3 separate regions of the Sus scrofa genome follow, and all the other regions are linked to region 3. Evidence: chromatin contacts called from public Hi-C and HiChIP or PLAC-seq data. All regions are on one chromosome and are shown on one strand. Each heading gives the region's core, a stretch centred on a gene start, on an enhancer-like site or on the middle of the called end of the contact. The rest is flanking DNA. Distances are from core to core; before and after follow the strand shown. Region 1 holds the start of PBLD (phenazine biosynthesis-like domain-containing protein). Region 2 holds the start of ATOH7 (protein atonal homolog 7). Region 3 holds the start of CCAR1 (cell division cycle and apoptosis regulator protein 1).

What was found. A called contact is a pair of places that touch in the nucleus more often than the background predicts. HiChIP or PLAC-seq counts read pairs in DNA pulled down with a chosen protein or histone mark.
Region 1: a contact with region 3 is called in an H3K27ac HiChIP or PLAC-seq map of alveolar macrophages. The contact joins the promoter of PBLD here to the promoter of CCAR1 in region 3. A contact is called at or near these places in 1 of 5 promoter capture datasets (liver), 1 of 47 Hi-C or Micro-C datasets (liver) and 2 of 2 datasets of contacts at active chromatin or transcription factors (alveolar macrophages and skeletal muscle).
Region 2: a contact with region 3 is called in a Hi-C map of omental adipose tissue, with 2.0 times the contacts expected there. The contact joins the promoter of ATOH7 here to the promoter of CCAR1 in region 3. A contact is called at or near these places in 4 of 47 Hi-C or Micro-C datasets (embryonic fibroblasts, heart right ventricle, liver and 1 more) and 1 of 2 datasets of contacts at active chromatin or transcription factors (alveolar macrophages).

What each region holds. Positions count from the first base shown.
Region 1 is chr14:71,485,473-71,490,021 of Sscrofa11.1, reverse strand. PBLD (phenazine biosynthesis-like domain-containing protein) reads left to right here and starts at 2,480. Exons shown (of 10, transcript XM_021073523.1): 1 at 2,480-2,610. HNRNPH3 (heterogeneous nuclear ribonucleoprotein H3 (2H9)) reads right to left here and starts at 3,727. Exons shown (of 10, transcript NM_001243555.1): 1 at 3,569-3,727.
Region 2 is chr14:71,400,144-71,404,509 of Sscrofa11.1, reverse strand. It overlaps ATOH7 (protein atonal homolog 7), which reads left to right and starts at 2,031. Exons shown (of 1, transcript XM_005671039.3): 1 at 2,031-4,366. The coding sequence starts at 3,063. The coding sequence ends at 3,530.
Region 3 is chr14:71,825,458-71,829,523 of Sscrofa11.1, reverse strand. CCAR1 (cell division cycle and apoptosis regulator protein 1) reads right to left here and starts at 2,015. Exons shown (of 25, transcript XM_021072498.1): 1 at 1,890-2,015; 2 at 456-577. The coding sequence starts at 528.

The DNA.
Region 1 (4,549 bases), core at 1,231-3,730, 340 kb after region 3:
TGAATCACCTTTTCTACTTATTTTGCTGTTTTTAAAAGCAATCCTAAACCCTACTCTAAACACAGATGTTCAAAATAGGAACAGATTTTTATCTGACACTACTACAACTAATTCTTAGGTACACAAATAACTGGCACGAACCTTTTAAGAGAAGGGTTTGAATCCCTAGTCTGCTACTTACTGGCTACCTAGTTTAAAACCAAAGTACTTTAACCTCTGCACTCAACTATAAAATGTAACAGCGGTACTTATACCACATCAGGACTGTTAAGAATTGTTTACAGTTTGTATTTATTTGGTTTGCAACATGGTAATCATTCGATGGTGGCTACTTTTACTGGATTTTAAGAGGTCCTGTAAAACTAATCAAATAAACCACAAACAAAATAACTGAACCTTAAAGGATAGGAAAATGCTCTGAATCATGAAAGGAAATAAGGTCTATTACAACAAGTCTTTTTCAAAGTCAACAAAAATCTTAAGTTTTCAAGTGTTCTTAGGAATTGTCTAAAGCAGAAAGAAGGAAAAAGACTTTGGAAATGTTTACTAAGATACTTTATTAGTAGAGCAAAAAAAAGTTCTAGAATAGCATTGAAAGTAGGCTTTGGAAAAAGACATTTTAACGATCTTTATAATTTCCTTTAAAACAAAACCCCACCAACCTAAGAAATAATCTGCTGTGAAAAGACCTTAGGATGTGGGGGCTTTATGTTACTTAGAACATTTATTTATTTATTTTTCAATGTAAAGGTACCACTTCAGGAATTCAAAAAAGATGGAAACTGACTTATAGTTATAAATCTTAGCACTTTCCAAGAAATACTAGCAAGCAAACTATACTAGCTTTGATTTTTGGATCAGCCTATTCCAAAGTGCATAAAAACAATACAGTCTATAAAGAACACACCAAACTGTTAACACAATTTTAATTTGGGGAAAGGTTAAGCAGATTTGGAAGACAAACTACTTCAGAATGACTCTCCATCCCATGTGAATGAGTACACAACAAAGTAACCCACACTCTACTAACTCTTCAAAACTCAAAATTAGAACCTGGAATTCTATTTACAAAACCAAACCAAGACAAAACCTGAAGGCATAAAAAAAAAAAAAAAAAAAAAACACCAATCTGTTCTGATACCTTAATAAAGTTGTCTCAGAAACTACCTAAAAAAAGTGTTTACCAATTATTCAGGATAATCCTTCTCAACCTTTCTTTACAAGTGTCACAGCAATTCTGCTTTAAAAATTTCTAGTGTTAGCATCAATCAAAACACCAGCAGCTGAAATACACAGTTTGTCAGTTCTGTATGAAATTTTTAATGTAATTTCCTAAACATTAGGCTAAGTGAAAGAAACCAGTCACAGAAGACCACTACTGTATGATTTTAAATGGATGAAGTTAACGATCTGTGAACTGTATCTCAAAGCTGTTAAGAAAAAACATCTTAGAAGCCAAATGAGATAAAATTCCTTTATAACATAAAGGGTTTGATACATTAATAAACAACCCTAAACCATGCTTCTAAAAAAGTTCCTTGGTCAGCAGGTTAAGAAGGATCCTGTGGTGTCACAGCTGTGGCACAGGTTTGGCCAGAAAATTAAAAAATGAGAGGTAACTTCAAAATTTTGGTCAGAAGTGGTGATGAAATGCTTAAATAAAATGGAAATCATTCCCTTTTCATTGTGCTTGCTCAATTTTAAATAAAAATAGACTCACACACTACTACTTGGAGGTGAGGTGTCTAAACGGATTTCTTTTCTAGAACAAAGTTACCACCCACTGCAGTTCAATCACTTGTTTAACAAAGTAAGAATACCAAAACTACACAGTTGTTTAAAATATAAAAAGCAATTTAGATGCATTTCCAAATCATGATGCAGATGAAGGGCAGGAAAAAAGGTTTCTAGGGTAATCCAATCAGGGAAGCTGTTACACCACACAAGACTTTATAAGAAACTGGGCTATATGTCTTTACAAGTGCATAGAAACACAGAACATCTTCAACATCATGAAGATCTTTTTCATTTTTAAAGATGAAAAAATAAACACACTTGTAAAGATTCATATGCATTATTGGAAGTCTCATGCCTTGCCTGTCCTTTACTTTGCACAGTTTTCAGTGAAAATTACAGACCCAGTTCTCCAATGTTCTAAGGACCGAAAAAAAAAAAAAAAAAATCACAGCACCACATGACTGGGCTTGCAGTTTGTTTTTCTGTTGAGTAGGGTTATTTTCTTCGCCAAAATGTTACTATAGTCCTAAGCCAAATAGAAAATTCGCTTAGCTACCGAAAGAAAATAAACCCTAACTGTATTTTGAAGTATTTTATTTCCACAGCCTTAATGCCAAAACAATCTTTGCACAAAATAAAAATCTTGGAGATTGGTGAAAGCCGATAACGCAATTCCTATACACACATTTTTTCCATCACTGGTTGTTTTTTAACAACTGTTTCCCAAAAGTAAACCACCTACTTAAATTCTAACACAGTATTCGCCAAACTACACAAAACCATTGCTAAACCATCCCGCCCCCGCCCAAAGGTTCAGAAAGTCGTATCTTGGTTCACCTGCTTGAAATAAGCCCCACTGCACATTCCTATTCGGTAAGTCACCCGCTTTTCTGCTTACAATTACCCATAAAGTCTCCCAATACGGTTTAAGTGGAAAAAACCCTTTGGAAAATGAGTACGTACTCTTTTCGAAGCTCCAAACCTGGAATATAAGGGCCGGCTAAGCGTCCTTTATTCCTCCCCGGAGGCTTTTCGTTTTATCTAGCTGCCCTAGAGACCAGAGAGCTAGGGAGAGTACGCCCCTTCCCCCCCTTCCCGTTCGGCAGCAAAGCTTGGCTTAAAAACCTTCGCCACCCGGCGGCGGAATTACAAAGGAGGCCGTCTGCCTCCTTTGTCCCGGGTTTGGGAGTTGAGCGCCTTCGTCGCCATTGGCTTTCCTCCCCCAGCTCCAGCCTCTCTCATCTTGGGAATCTGCGTCAGAAGTCACTCGCAGTCCCGCCAGCCCAGGTAGCCCAGCTGAGACTGCGGAGGAAGGGAGGCCGCGGTGGGAGGCCAGGCCCATCCGGCGCCATTTCCAACCGGAGCGCGCCCGAAGGCCCTGAGCCTCCCCCCACCCAAGTGCCCAGCCTTTCCCAGCTCGCTTCCTTCCCCACCCACATCCCTTCCGAGGCGCTCTAACCACCGCCCCCCTCCCCGGACTCCTAAATCAGTTTTCGGAAGCTAAGGGGCAAGAAGCAGAAAGAGAGGAGAAGGGCGGGAAGCCCAGGTGGCCGCGCCACCGTACCCAAAATGGCGGAAGCCAAACCAGCAGGGAAAAGACGGGAAATGCGTGATGAGCCCCACTTCGGGCCTCGGCTTCGTCCACTAAATCCCCCCTGAGTAAGTCCCCCCCCCGCCCGGCAGGCCGCCCCCGAAGTGAGAGATCGCCCGGGGGGGCGCAGCCTGGCCACCTCCGAGCGGCGACCTCCACACTTCGCCCCGCCCCACCCCCTCCCAGTTTCTCTTTCGTCCTTCTCCCGACTCCACTCTCGAAACCACCATCCCAACCTACCCCCTTTTACTTCAGATACCCTGTCGAGCGACAGTAGCGCCGACTCCGCTGCTTGCGGGGCCCGGTCGTGGAGAAGGAGAAGTCGCCTGCCTCGTGTAGCGCTCCCACAACGGTTCTTCCAACCGTCTCCGGCGGTGGCAACCGCTGAGGGAGCTGCGCAGCAGAGCGACTGGCTTGGGGGGATGGGAGAGCGCGAGAGAGAAGGAGGGGGTGGAGCGAGAGCGAGGAAGACCCACCGGCCCCGCTCTCGCGAGGCAAGAGAGTCGGTCCCGCCTTGGCGCGGAAGGCAAGAAGTGCGCTTGCGCGTTGGTGGAAGGCCTGGTTGTTGGGGTCGGGGGAAGGTGGAGGGTCAGTAACTCCGCTTTTCTTGCTTACCCTAAAACCTTCAAATTCTCAAAGCCACCTTTCTGCTTTCGCGGGGAGATGTGAAGTGGCGAAAGTATTCCTTCCTGTTTGTGTTGCAAGAATCCTGGAGTCGAGTTTTGGAGAAGTCCGCTTTTTCCCAGCGAGAGCAAATTCTGTAAGGCTCCGCCCTCACCCCGCGTCACCTGCGTGGAAAGGGAGCCACGTGGTTCGGCAGCCAAATGCGGGGAGGGCTTTTCTTGTCCACCATGTTTGCGTTATGCAGTAAAAATAGTAGTGTTTTCCGGCTGGGAAGATACAGTAATGTCCACCAGGCCCCTATTTGGGTTCTCAGGCTGGAGCTCCTTCCCCCGGCCTTGGCGCTGCCAGCCCAGCCGCCCAACCCGCCCCACAGTGGGGCTTATTTGGGGGTGGAGTGGGGAGGTGGGTTGCCTTGCAAATCGCTTCCTCCTTTCGCCTTGGCGTTACCTCTCGCCTTTATCTCTCCCACTTTGTAATCTCAGTGAGCATCAGCCGCTCGCGGCGGGAGACTTCCAGTTGTTTTCTAAATAGTACTTTGCATCCTTGAAAATTGCTTGTACAAATGACACCTAGTAAATAATTTTTGGTTGTGCTGTC
Region 2 (4,366 bases), core at 782-3,281, 430 kb after region 3:
ATTTCAAGAAACTTTGTTAATAGGCTTTTCTGGGGAAAAATAAAAGGTTCTATGTTCAAGGAGGTCTAGGAAACTCTGGAGTCAGATGGTTTCTTTATGCCAAGACTTCTCAGAAACCTTACCAATTTTGCTTCATGACTCTCTAAACAGAAGAAAACAAATGTGTTTCCCAAATATACTGGACAGTAGAATAATCTTCTCCCAGAAGCACCTTTGTAGTACTAATAAATTATCCTTCAGAATGCATCTGGGAAGTGAATTACTAAATACCTTCTAAGGCCTTTTTACTGCAGAAATACTTTCTATCCTTGGATCAATTTCATGTCACAGATAGCTGCTAGCGTATGTTCTAATATAACCACGCTGTGTGCATACTGCTGGGTTTCCTTTTTCTCTTCAAGTTGTGTTTGCTGTTCTCTTGGTGCACAGGCTATAATCTCACCAACTGTGAATACACGGCCTGCAAAATCCTGCATCTCATTAGCACTTTGGTCAAAAGTGTCCAGAACAGTATGTTTTGTAGGGAAACATTCCAAAGAGTAGCACAGAAAAGGCTTGTTGGGGGAAAGGGAAAAGATAAATGAACAGGAGAAATAATAGCATTGGTAGACCCGATTTCCATGAAAACTCAAAAAAAAGTATTTGACATTCTGATGACTAAACATAGTCATCAAACATCCTCCTGTCACAGGACTGCTGTTCCTGACCAAGACTGTTAAGAATCAGAGTAATAGAGCTGAGTGGCTCCATGCAAAATTCTGTGTTCAACATCTGTCATGCTGGAGATCATTAATGTTCAATTGCATTCTATTGTCTTCATGTTACTCAACTTCATTTCATTGTCATTGCTTCAGCTGGGGATTAATCAACTATTTATGGGAAGACAGGACTTGGAGTCAGGGCAGTCACAATAGGGTTTTGGTCTAAAGCAATGGCAAGGGAAGCAAGACACAGTTAAAAGGAATCTTAAAAAAGAATACAAATGAACTTATTTGCAGAAGAGAAAAAGAATCACAGACTAGAAAATTTATGATTACCAAAGGGGACAGGTGTTGGGGACGGAGGGGTGGACTAGGGGTTTGGGATGGAAATGTTCTAAATTTGGGTTGTGATGATGGTTGTACAGTTATAAATTTAATAAAATTCATTGATTATTAAAAAACTGATTTGTGGGAGCTTGTTGATAATTTAATTATACAAAAATATTTGGGAATAATGCCAACATAATCCATATTTCAAGAGGGGAAAGAACATACTTGGTCTTCCCAAAGAATTCAGAAATGATTCTGGCTTGAATCTATTTGAGCTGGTTTCCTTGCTACTTTACTCTTCTAAAGAAGTAGAAAGAGGCTGAGATAAGAGAATCAACTTAATGGCTTATCTATATATAAATCATTTCACTATCAATAGTGGAAATCATGCTTCAGTATTATTCCTAAGGACAGTTGACACAAGTTCCAAGTAGTATGAAATATTTATAGCTTTATGAGGTGGGGAAAAAAAAATCTTCCATTAGGAATTATTTTTTAAAACCTCACAAATCACTTAGATGCTTCACTTTCACACATATATTTGCATTATAATTAGTTTTATTAGATGTAAAAGTCAAATTAAATAATTGATTATCATCTCAATCTGTGTCCTGAAAACATTTATAAATATGCGTCCGGAGAAATGGGGCATAGATTCTGAATCTACCGAAGTATACAAACTCATGCAATCTAATATATTGTATAATATACATTTTTACATAACATTAATATCTTTTTTATTTTAACCATTTTAATTGAAGTATAGTTAATTTAAAAAGTTGTATTAGTTTCAGTTGTATAGCAGAGTGATTCAGTTATGCATACTTACATTTATATTTTTTTCAGATTCTTTTCCATTATAGGTTATTACAAGATATTGAATATAGTTCCCTGTGCTATATAGTAGGTTCTTGTCCATCTATTTTATATATAGTAGTGCATATATGTTAACCCCAAACTCCTAATTTGGCCCCCTCCCCACCCCTTTGGTAACTGTAAGTTTGCTTTCTACATTTGTGAGTACATTAATATCTTTTGATATGCTATAATATTCTGCAGAAAACAGCCAAATTATTTGCACAGTAAAATCTTAGGTCTGAAATAATACTAGGATCTGCTAATTTGTCCCAACTTAATAGCTAAAATCAAATGCATGTATTCAGTCGGCCTTATGCAAAATTGTCACATCTTGAAAAGCGAATCTTGTACCACTAAGCTTCTACATATCTTAATCTAAAACCAACATATTGACACAAGTGATTTCTAATAATTTTAAAACTTTGGTTCAGTTTTTGATATGTATGCTGCCTGCTGATATGGGAAAAGAAAGACCAAGCCCTTCCCCACCCCCACCTTGTTATTCTCTTGGGGACAGCCAGACCACTCCAGATGGTGTGTTAGTGTAGGACATAGCTTTGGAGAAACTTCCAACAGACGAAGGCTGTAATGTCAGGATTTTGCTGTGCGTCGTCCCCCTTTCCCCCCCTGCAGTTCCCAGGGTAGGAAGGTGCTGAGATGGAAGCCGAGGGACGCCCGCCCACCTGCCACCACCTGTTCCCTCCTTCAGCCTTCTGCTATAAATTCTCCTTCAAAGATTCACCCGGCACTTTTCCGACAACTACTGCGGAAGAGGCGCTCCTTTCCTATCTAAGCTTCGGGAAAGATTTCGTCTTCCGGAAAAGAAGTCTTGGGCTTTCCCGGAGGACTTGAGAGACCTTCCGCGAATCAGCCACACCAATTCTGCTGCAAGAAGGTTCCCTTCTCACATCAGTTTCATGTTGGGAAAATGACTTCTCTTCAGCATCCCAATTTCCCCTAAATTTTGGCAAGTGAAGACATCAGTCTGGCTATCCAGTAGGACAAAGGGCGGAGCCCCGCACTCCCCACTGCAGACTTAGATTCCACGCGGGCTGCTTTTTGCATGACTTATTTGTTAAGAGGAACCAAGTTGCGGAGCGACTGCATACACCAACCCACACGCAGGTCCTGAGCTGACAAGTGAGATCTGCGCCTCCCTCCTTCCGGCGGGGAATGAAGTCGTGCAAACCCTGCAATCCCCCGGCGGCGGCGGGAGCGCGTGCCGCGCCCCCGTGCACGGGTGGCGCAGCCGAATGCGCGGGCACGTGCGCAGGGGCTGGGCGGCTGGAGAGTGCGGCGCGCAGGCGCCTAGCGGCCAACGCGCGCGAGCGCCGCCGCATGCAGGGTCTCAACACGGCCTTCGACCGCCTGCGCAGGGTGGTACCCCAGTGGGGCCAGGATAAAAAGCTGTCCAAGTACGAGACCCTGCAGATGGCGCTGAGCTACATCATGGCTCTGACCCGCATCCTGGCTGAGGCCGAGCGATTCGGCTCGGAGCGGGACTGGGTCAATCTCCATTGTGAGCACTTCGGTCGAGACCACTACCTTCCGTTCGCGGGCGCGAAGCTGCCAGGCGAGAGCGAGCCGTACGGCCAAAGGCTCTTCGGCTTCCAGCCCGAGTCCTTCCAGATGGCCAGTTAGGGCGCAGCCTCGCGGGAATGGGACTCTCAATGACTGCGCTCCGGAGATACAGCCTTTTCCCCCAAGAAGCCGCTCGGGCCTTCGGTGGGGCGTAGGATGTATTCTTAGAACAAAATTAGCAAACTTCCAGGTTACTTTCATTTGCATCCTCGGTCTAATGGACGCGATGCCTTTTTTCCCTCCTTAGTATGTTGTAGATTTCATTAATGGAATAGTTTTGATTGTTGAGACTAATGCCCCTCCCCCCTTTCCTGGACTACTTTGAGGGAAAACAATCTAAAAAAAGAAGGATTAGATTATACTGCAGGTTTAGTCCTCAGCGAAATAATCACTTTTAGATTTTGTAAATTTGTCCTCTTAGGGTGAAGTTACAATATCTATTACTTGTGTTTGCTTAATGCAGAGCTGCCTTCCTGTCTTGTAAGAGCAGTATGCTTAGTGTATTGTGTGTGTGTGTGTGCATGAAGTAGTCAGACGTTTTTCTTACTTTTCTTCGTAGAGTACATGGGCGTAAGTGCTCAGTATTTTTTAAAAACTGTATATCCATTATTAAAGTAGATTTTGTAAAATATAATTAAAAACGTGGGTTTCTTTTTCATGCCAAGTTTCCTGATTTCACTAAGGGCCTGTTTGGGGGGTGATAACATTGAGTGCTTCCCTGAGTAAAGATGCGGAGTGTTTAAATCTAATCCCACCGGTTGGCAAAAGTGCTGTTTTTGAATACTTCATCAAAAAACGACAAGCTGATGAGAGTGGAAGTAATTAGCTTGGAAGTTTTTCCCATCAACTTGGAAATATAGATATATTTTTCATAGTTTTTCAAAAAGATTAATTTA
Region 3 (4,066 bases), core at 766-3,265:
AATGAATGAGTGACTGTTAACATAAACTAATTTAAATTATTCAATTTAATGTTTGAAAAACTATATATAACTCTCCAAACTAATGTGTAAAACAGATTTCTTTACTAGTTGATCCATGAATTGTTAAAAAGAAGCTTTATACATAAGCTTAAAAAATACAGCATTTTCCTGCTGTATAGCACTGGGAAGTGTATCTAGTCACCTACGATGGAGCATGATAATGTGAGAAAAAGGAATGTTTATGTGTATGTGCAACTGGGTCACCCTGGTATACAGTAGAAAACTGACAGAACACTGTAAAGCAGCTGTGACGGAAAAAAATAAAAATCATTAAGTAATTTTAAAAAAGGTAAGGCATTTGTGAACTGTTTACAACATTACGCAGAGCCTAATTCATATAGTTATAACATGTCCCCCAATCCCACATTTACAGTACGTGTATACAGAAGCCTGACCTGGCTGAGATACTGCAGTGGCTGTAAACTGAGTAGCCCATGGCGGATTCTTCTGTCCTCCAAACTGAGCCATGATAAAAGAGGGGGGCAACCTTCGCTTGTTTGTCTTCTACAACAGCGATCTATTAAGAAAGGAGCCACACAGTTCAAAGTTCAACCAAACTATAAATACAACAAAAGCATTAAGGAAACGTTTAAATTTTCAAGGACATCTTCCTAGACCAAATATAAATAGCAAGAGGCATATGAAACGTCCGATACGCAGTAAAAACATTTTACATCAAGAAGTTGACCAAAAGCATCTGATAGATGACATGAGGAGCTAACTTACAAGAAAGGCACTTCCTTCGGCGACTACAAACTGTCACATTTAAACAGAAGATCATCTGCTGCTATCTACCCAATTCTTAGCAATAAGAAGTAACACCGCTTTACGCAAGGAAATACAGCCTGCATGTGTCTTTTGGCCAAGAGCTGGGGACTGAAAGTGGCAAAACCAATAACGGAAATTGGGACGGAGACACAGAACAAAGGTATTCAAGAATATCATTTAAATAACGGACGTCTCCTTACTTTCAAGACTAGGGAAGGGTCTGGGGGCCCCTTTACCCTCCCTTCCCTCGATGGGAAAGACAGTTGAAATAACGGACGCCTCCTTAAAGCACTAAAACGAAGACCCCTCCCCCTCCCATCAAGCCAGAAGTGGCGAAGATCCCAGGCCGCGCCCCCATCCCCCCCTCCGCCTCCGAGAGGCCGGGGCACTGCTATCCATCTTTCTCCAGCGCTAGCTCCTCACGGGCCGCAGACCAGTGGAGGCGGAATCCTCCGTCCCGCGAGACGAAGCAAAACGCCAACAGGGGAATAGCGAGAGCTCTGAGCCCCTTAACATCCCCCGAGGAAAGGAGACGCGGAAAAGGCCTCCATCCCACAAATCCGTGCTACCACGAGCGGCCCCTGCGCCCCGGACCTGAAGCCGGGAGGCTAAAGCCGCAGCAGCTTGGGAACGAGAGACTGCAGTCAGCAGCCCCTTCAAGCCCTCCATGCCAAGGCTGAGGCTCGCCGGGGGCACCTGAGGGGCCACCGGAAAAAAGCGAGGCAGTGGGGGAGGGGCCGGCCGCGCGGGGCCTGCTCCGACCCGCACAAAAGGGACCGTGTCCCCTCCCGTCCCAGTCCCACGAGAGCCCCACCGTCGCTGGCCTATGGACGCCGTGCTACCAAAGCCGTCGCGCTCGGCCCTTCCGCGGATCCGCTAGGGCTTTAAAACCCCAGTTGGGCCGCCCGCCGCTCCAGTCGCGACGACCAGAGCTTCACCTGAATCCAGTCCCGGATAAGACCGAAGCCATTTCAAACCCGTCAGTTTTGGGCGCATGCGCCAACTTCCCCGTCTTCCTCCACGCCTCTCCCCCACCCAACTCGCCGAGGAGCGGCACTTACGGGCGTACGTTCTACGTGCGCGTTCCCCAGCTCGACTTCAATACGCTCACGGCTTTCGCTACGCCGGTAGAATTAGAGCGCGCCTAAGAAGGGTTACCTTGGCTTCGCGTAACAATGAGCCTGTGTCCCTGCGCAGGCTCAAAGGAAAAGGCTTTGCGAGTGGGAAGAACCGCCAGTCACGTGATCCGATGACCCTGTCGCCATTTTGTGTTTTTTTGTCTTTTTTAAAAAAATAATTCAAGATCTTTGAAAAATGCATATAAGCCTGACATCCTAACTTTTTAAAAAAACTGAGATGAAATTGATTTCACATATAATTCACTCGTTTAAGTGTTTTATATTGTATAGTTCAATGTCTTTTAGCAGAGTCATAACATTATGCACCCTCCACCTTAAAAGAAACCCCTACCCACGAAGCAGTCACTCCTTAATCCCTTCTCGCTGCAGCCCTAGGCAACCACTAATCGGATTTATCTCTATGGATTTGCCTATCTTAGACTTTTCATATTAATAGAATCATACTGACATATGGCCTTGTGTATCTAGCTTTTATAACTTACGATATTATGTCCAAGTTTCATGTTGTAGCACGCATCAGTACTTCGCTCCATTGTATGGGTAATACCACAATTTGTCCATTTGTCATTTGTTCATTTGGGTTGGTTCCACCTTGGGGCTGTTGTGAATAATGTTGCTATGAAGGGTCACATTTTGTTTGTACACCTGTTTTCAATTATCTAGGATTTATGCCTAGGAGTGGATTCTGGGTTACATGGTAATGTTCTACGTAACCTTCTGAGGAATTGCCAACCTGTTTTTTTAGTGACTAAACCAGTTTATATTCCCACAAGTAGCAAAATTAAGTGTCCATTCCATGAATATGGAATATCTTTCCATTTATTTAGGTCTTCTTTAATTTCCTTCAGCATGTATTGCAGATTTTGGAATTCCATTCTTTTTTTTTTTTTTTTCTCTTTTTTTCCCTCTTTTTAGGGCTGCACCAGAGGCATATGGAAGTTCCCAGGCTAGGGGTCAAATTTGACCTATATTTGACAGCCTATGGCACAGCCACAGCAATAGGGGATCCAAACCGAGTCTGCAACCTACACCACAGCTCAATGCAATGCTGGATAATTAACCCACTGAGTGAGGCCACGGATCAAACCTGAATCCTCATGGATCATAGTCAGGTTTGATACTGCTGAGCAAGGATGGGAATTCCCTGAGTTCAACTCTTGCATCTCCTTAAGTACATTTAATTCCTCAACTGTTTGTTTTTGTTTGTATTGTTTGCTGTTTTTTTTTTGTTTTTTTTTTAAGGGCCGCAGCCACAGCATATGGAAGTTCCCTAGCGAGGGGTCAAATCACAGCTGCAGCTACCAGCCTACTCTACAGTCACAGCAATGCACGATCCAAGCCATATCCAGGACCTACACCAGCTCATGACAACACTGGATTCTCAAACTACTGAGCAAGGCCAGAGATCTGAACCTACATCATCGTTGGATTCGTTTATGCTGCACCACAATGGGAAATCCTTGTTTTGTTCTTGGATGTTACTGTAAATGAAACTTTTTTTGGGGGGTCTTTTTGTCCTTTTAGGGCCACACCTGTGGCATATGGAAGTTCCCAGGCTAGGGGTCTAGTCAGAGCTGTTGCTGCCAGCCTACGCCAGAGCCACAGCAACCCAGATCCAAGCCGCGTCTGCAACCTACACCACAACTCACGGCAATACCAGATCCTTAACCCACTGAGCGAGGCCAGGGATAGAACATGAAACCTCATGGTCCTAGTAGGATTCGTTTCTACTGTGCCACAACGAGAACTCCCCAAGTTCATTTTTTGTTTTGGGTATGTTTTGTTTTGTTTTGTTTCCTGGCTGCACTCACAGCCTATGGAAGTTCCTAAGCCAGTGAGTGAACTTTCACCACAGCAGTAACCTGAGCCTCCACAGTCATAACACTAGATCATTAACCCACTGTACCAGAAGAGAACACCTTTACTTCACTTTTTGGATTGCTTATAGTTTATAAAAATGAAACTGAGGAGATCCCATTGTGGCACAGTGGAAACAAACCCAATTAGTATCCATGGGTGTTCCATTCCTGACCTTGTTCAGTGGGTTAAAGATCCTGCATTACCATGGGCTGTGGTGTAGTTCGAAGAGGCAGCTCGGA